Regions from separate parts of the Mus musculus genome. Here region 2 is linked to region 1. Evidence: chromatin contacts called from public Hi-C data. All regions are on one chromosome and are shown on one strand. The core of a region is the stretch at or near the end of the contact, and the rest is flanking DNA. Distances in the headings are between cores, read along the strand shown. Region 1 overlaps Clcn3 (chloride channel, voltage-sensitive 3). Region 2 holds the start of Nek1 (NIMA (never in mitosis gene a)-related expressed kinase 1).

Region 1 (2,700 bases), core at 141-2,640:
CTTGAAGACTAGCTGGGCAGTCTAGTGAGTAAACACCCTTTGCCAGTTGGAAATTAAGACCATGATTAAAACACTGCCAATAACAACTCCTTATACTCTGAGGTACATTATAACTAATCTGTAAAACGTGCACCATATCTACTGAAATCATCACAGAACACTTCAGGGATGGCTGTGACCTACCCAGTGATTCAAAGGTTATAACCACACTGTGATTTTCTTGTTTTCATTTTTGATTGATTTTTCTTAAAAAAAAAAAAAAGTTTGGCTTTAATCTAGTACTAGTAATTTATGGTATTTTCAACTTTCTAGTTTGTGGTCAAGATGGACAGGTCAAAGGGCATAGGCCAGGAGATGGCAGTGAGAAATCAGAAGGTATCATGTGTACTCTGGGTCACGGACATGACTACCTCTTCTTAAACCCTTGTGCCCATGGTAATCTTTACTCATACCTCCATATTTGTAAGTCAGAATTAGTCTATTAAAAAAAGTCACATTAAAAAGGTAAAATTATTTATGTGCAATATTAACTGATCTGCATTTTATAAATTTTAATCCATAAAAATATAAATAAAAATGGTAAATTTTTAAGAAAAGAAATATACATTTAGTGCAAGTTATGAATTACAGTTCATCTCCAGTGTCAGCAGTGAAACATCCTGAAATAAAAGAATGATCTAATTTGAAGAACAAAATTCCAGTGTTTAACATGCAATTAATACCAGGTACAGCTAAACAGACTCCTTCCTCCTCTTTACAGTCACGGCAGCAGCGCTTGCTTTCGTTATGCTGAACAGCACTTCTCTGTCATAGTAGTCATCTCAGAAATAGAAAATTTGCATAAGACTAGGTCACATTATCCATAAAGTCTGAGAGGAAAAAATAAAACTGATTAGAGTCAAGTTTGTTTTAGATTCTGAACCACACAGCACACAAGCTGGGAGATTGCATTCACACCTCCAGATTTTCCCTGCTTGGCCAGCAGTGGTGTGTGCACACATTCCCAAGCCTTTAGTGATGGTACAGACTACATGGTTAATGGCACAAGAAACATTCCCTTCTTGTGATGAAACGTCAGTAAAATCACAGTACATCTCAATATGAGAAAGGACTGCTTCAAAAGGACACACCAGAGAGGTTTCGTTACAGCTCCAGAGGAAGGGGGAGGGAGGACAGAGAAGCTCTTTTGGAATGTAGAAAGGTGATGCGTAACTATACAATTCATGAGTTTAACACAACAGTTCTGGTATAAAAGGGCAAGACCTTGCAGTCTTAATAGATGGCTCAATTCAAAGTAGTCCCTCCAGAAGTAGGGACTGTAATGCGTCTCTGTGGTGCTGAGGGAACCGCCAGACGCTCGAGGATCCCAGGGACAGACGGACGGCTCCGCGGAGGCTCAAGCCTGCACTCCCACTGCACTCCTCAGGGAGTGCAGCCAGTGAGGTGCAGAGCAACATGAGATGAATTACTGTTCCAGGTAGCTAGGGAAATACCTCACTCTTTCCCTTCTCCCTCCCCAAACAATCCCTCTGCTCTCCCAGCATTATTTGCAAACCGGGTTGCAAAGCTCGCCTTGTATTTCCTTTTTTTTTTTTTTTTGAAAGAAGAAAAAAGTGGACGAGTCCCGCAGATTAAAGAATTGTGCTATTCAACAAACGAACTTCCTCTTCTGTCTCCTCTCTGTCCTCATCTACAGGACTCAGTTGAACATTATTGAAGCGGGGTCTTGGTTTGCCGTCTGGGCCATATGACGGAGGATATCTTTTTTTGTTATAATGCCAAGGAGGCGTCTGAAAAGGATAAACAGAAAAAGCTATTAAAATAAAAGGGAAAAGACAAGAGGAACTAAATCTATGGATAAATCCTTTTTGTTGACAGGAATAGAGAGCAAAGCAAGCAGCCTGATTGTGCTTATTTTAAAAGGTGTTTTACTGCAAAGACAATGAAATTACCCAGCAACCATCCTCTGACAAAAATACAGTGGCCACGTAGAGTGTGAGGCCCTTCCCACTGGGGCTGGGACGCAGGCCTCACTGAAGCAGGGCTGCTCTGATTCACGTATGCCAACAGAAAAGTAGCAAAAACTGGGACGATGTTTGAACAGAAAGTAATACTGATCCAGTTTGAAAAGGAACCTATTGCCATTATATTAGAAAACAATTTAAAACCGCAATAGTTTATAGAACCAAAATTTTTAAGAAATAATTTGCCTAGTTGTATGCAGACTATTGCTGAAAGCACATACAATTGAGATGAGATACATAACCAATGATCTGCGCAGAGCTTCACCTCCCAGACTTGACAGTGTGACAACCCAGGATTCTGAAAGCATACTTAGGGTCTTTGCTTTTCAATTTTGTGCTCGCCCCAAAGAAGATACAGTGCTTTATTCAAAGTTTGGATGTTAATGTTTACATTAAACAGTAGGTAAGAAATCAAGAGGCAATCCTGAAAGATTATGTAGGTGAGGCAGAAAGCAGAATGAATGGGAAGCTACTATATTTGGTTAGTAGTTTAAAAAGGATGCATGAAACACTTGTGAAATATTAGCATACAATAGAAATACGTACTTAAACAAATGGGGACAGGTTTCATATAATTATGAGAATTGCAGGTCAAAATAATTTGAGGTATTAATTGTTAAAGTCACACAATTTGTTATGCACAAATCAAAACTGTATCTCTAATCAATGACACCAC
Region 2 (2,719 bases), core at 131-2,630, 80 kb after region 1:
GGAAAGAATTATAAGCTCCTGAACCTAGAAAAGTCGATTTGGGTGTGTGGGATGGGGAAAGGATGGAAAAGAGAAATCAACTGTCTACAGATCTTAGGCAAGGTCTATGCAGCCTCGGTAGTGTTCCATTCACACGAATGGAACAATGTGGACAGCAACTATGGCTGTATACAAAGACACTATCCTCTTCCTGCCTCAAGTATGGACTTCTAGAGTGCCATCCTCTAGCTCACTGAGTAGAGCTACTCGGGATGACACCAGGCTTGTTCTCAACTGTTTCAATTCCTGCATCGAATGATTTTTAGTCTACTGTACATCGTCAGTCCCTTCAGTATAAAGTGTATATACAGTAAACATAAAGGTGTAGGACACTGTAATGTAACTTTGTATTCTAAAAATTAAAGATAAAACTGCTTCGTTTAAGTTCACGAAGTAACTGTGGATATGTGCATAAGTTCAGGTCCCGGTGCTTGCAGAAGATGCTCCTGAAGTTGTTACAGGTGAGTTAACCAGACCAAGGTTTGCGTCCCAGAACCCTGGTCTTCTGTCTTCAGAGATGAGCTGTTTGAGCCATCCCTTAAAATAACTTTTTAAAGGGCATTGTACTTAAAGAAAAATTACTTGTAAATATTTGGCATCCTCAGTTAAGTAATGAGCGCTCAAATTAAAAGTACCTTATCTGTGTACCGTGTGGGAAAAAGTTGTTAATATGCTCTCTTCAGTCTGAGTCAGATTCCTGAGCGAAATTCCCGCCTTCACTCAGCCTAATTCTTTCCGGTTTTACTTTATTCTACCGACACCCGTCTTTCACATGCTCCTTTGAGCTTGGAGTACCTCACGCTCTCCCTTTGGTGCTTGGAGTTTTTAACTCTTGAAGTTGCTCCAGTCTCCACCTCCCCGCCCCCAGTCCCCGGTGCTTGCACCAATGCACTTGCCCAGTCCTTTCTCTAGTCCCAGTACTTCCTAGCTCTTTTGGCCCAAACATATTCCAATGGCCCCGCCCCTTGACGATGCCCCGCCCCATTCCCCCGTCCCCGATTCTGCCCTACCCATCCCCGGCTTGCTACGCTCCGCTCCCAAACCGCCCTTTTTAGCTTTTACCTACCACAGGCCCCCCACTCACTGCACCCTCTCCCTAGCCTCTCTCTCCTCTAGGCCGGCCTCTGGTCCTTCACGCTCCCCGCTAGCTCAGCTGCTGGCTGAGAGCCGGGTCCCACTAGCTTTCCTATTCCGTAACCCCGCCCTTCCCCGGAGCCCCGCCCCATCACTCTTAGTCCAGCCCCGCCCCGCACGTACAGTCCGTTCGCTTCGCCTGGCCCCGCCCCCCGCAGATCCCGGCTCCTCCCCTGCAGCGCCACAAGTCGGCTCCTGCGCGCTGACGTCACACGCCAGCGACAGTGACGCGAGGGCCGTTCCCCTCTCCTCAGCAGTAGCTCTATGGTTTCAGGGCGGCAACGTGCAGCGTCCTTACCTTGAGCCTGTGCAGTTGCCCTCACCCCGGAATCCATAGTCACTGTGACGAGGCGGGAGGACTTGGGCGACAGGTAGCCTCCCAGTCCCACACGCTGCGGGTCCGCGCCTGGCCAAGCCACCTCGACCTGTGAAGTTGGGGGCGGTACCCAGCAACTCCCCCTGTGCAGCCGCCGTTTCCAAGGGGTCAGGAACCGCTGTGTTTGTTTCGTCCGCGTAGCCAGGGCGGGTCGCGGAGTACTGTGCCTGACCCGACGGTGGCAAGTCTGACGCGTCAGCCAGAGACCGGTGCCCGGTGTAGGAGTCGCAGCCTGGGCTGTGAGCGGCTGCTGGGTAGACAGACTTGCTTTCTCTTACAGCATGTCATTTCCAAAATGCATCGTGGTGCTTCTGCCTTAAGTCCTATAGGAAGACACTGCCGCCACTAGACCGGTGCTTATGGTCGCCACTGTTATTCTGACTCAGGTCCCGTGTCATTGAGGTGAGTTGCGCGTGGGAAAGCAGTGACAGGCAGACAAGCAGAATGGTGAACTCACCGGGAGTGAGGAGACCTGTATAGATCTGTGGAGTGCATGGATACTCGCCTTAAGTGTTTGCGCCTAAAGCACCTTCTCCTTAAGTTGTTAATGGGGAGGACTTGTGTATGGCTCAAGGCAATTCTTTGGTATTCTAAAAAGATAACGCTCTCTTAAGAGACGATAAACTAATCTAAGTAGATGATAAGTCACTTAAATAGATTAGATTAGATGCCTGTATATTTTAATGAGAAAAATAGCAGTTAACTGGTTACCCTAAAGCTTTCCATGGTTTGACACAATTTCCACGTGTAAAGTATTAAAAGTTTTGCCACTTTAATAATTCAGTGTAACTTTGGGAAGGGGTCTTGGGGATTGGATGACAGGAACTCATTTTTGCTAGGCAGGTGATCTGCCACTGAGTTATATACCCTGCCCAATGTTTTATTCTTCCCTGTAAGATCTCCCTAGAAGCAGAAATATTTTTACTGCCTACATAAATCACATCGGAAATGTTTGTGAAGGCTTAAAAGCCCTAGTCCATCTGAGCTTTCACGGTGATGGGCTTTGCTTATGCTGCAGTAAGTGGAGGTGATGGGCAGCAGCCAGATGGAAAAAGAAGCAGTTCTTTGTTTCTAGTTTCTAGGATCTAGAGGTCTACATTTAAAATGGCCTCTTGTTCTGGTGAAACCAGAGTAACAGATTTTGTGGGGAAACTGGTTTTTACACTGAAA

What was found. A called contact is a pair of places that touch in the nucleus more often than the background predicts.
Region 2: a contact with region 1 is called in a Hi-C map of olfactory sensory neurons, with 2.6 times the contacts expected there. The contact joins the promoter of Nek1 here to the enhancer-like site in region 1. A contact is called at or near these places in 1 of 39 promoter capture datasets (pre-B cells), 1 of 484 Hi-C or Micro-C datasets (olfactory sensory neurons), 5 of 115 datasets of contacts at active chromatin or transcription factors (the SCID.adh cell line, bone marrow-derived macrophages, embryonic stem cells and 2 more) and 4 of 9 other capture datasets (adipose tissue, liver, macrophages and 1 more).

Annotation. Positions count from the first base shown.
Region 1 is chr8:60,911,386-60,914,085 of GRCm38.p6, forward strand. It overlaps Clcn3 (chloride channel, voltage-sensitive 3), which reads right to left. Exons shown (of 13, transcript NM_173873.1): 13 at 1-1,790. The coding sequence ends at 1,700. Among named protein-coding and RNA genes, the nearest start is that of Hpf1, 22 kb to the left of the region's middle. Within about 2 kb of position 1,391, at least 14 of the 459 cell types and tissues checked have an H3K27ac peak or open chromatin away from gene starts, as enhancers often do. A contact at or near this core is called in olfactory sensory neurons, where this site is marked.
Region 2 is chr8:60,991,813-60,994,531 of GRCm38.p6, forward strand. It overlaps Nek1 (NIMA (never in mitosis gene a)-related expressed kinase 1), which reads left to right and starts at 1,381. Exons shown (of 33, transcript NM_175089.4): 1 at 1,381-1,951.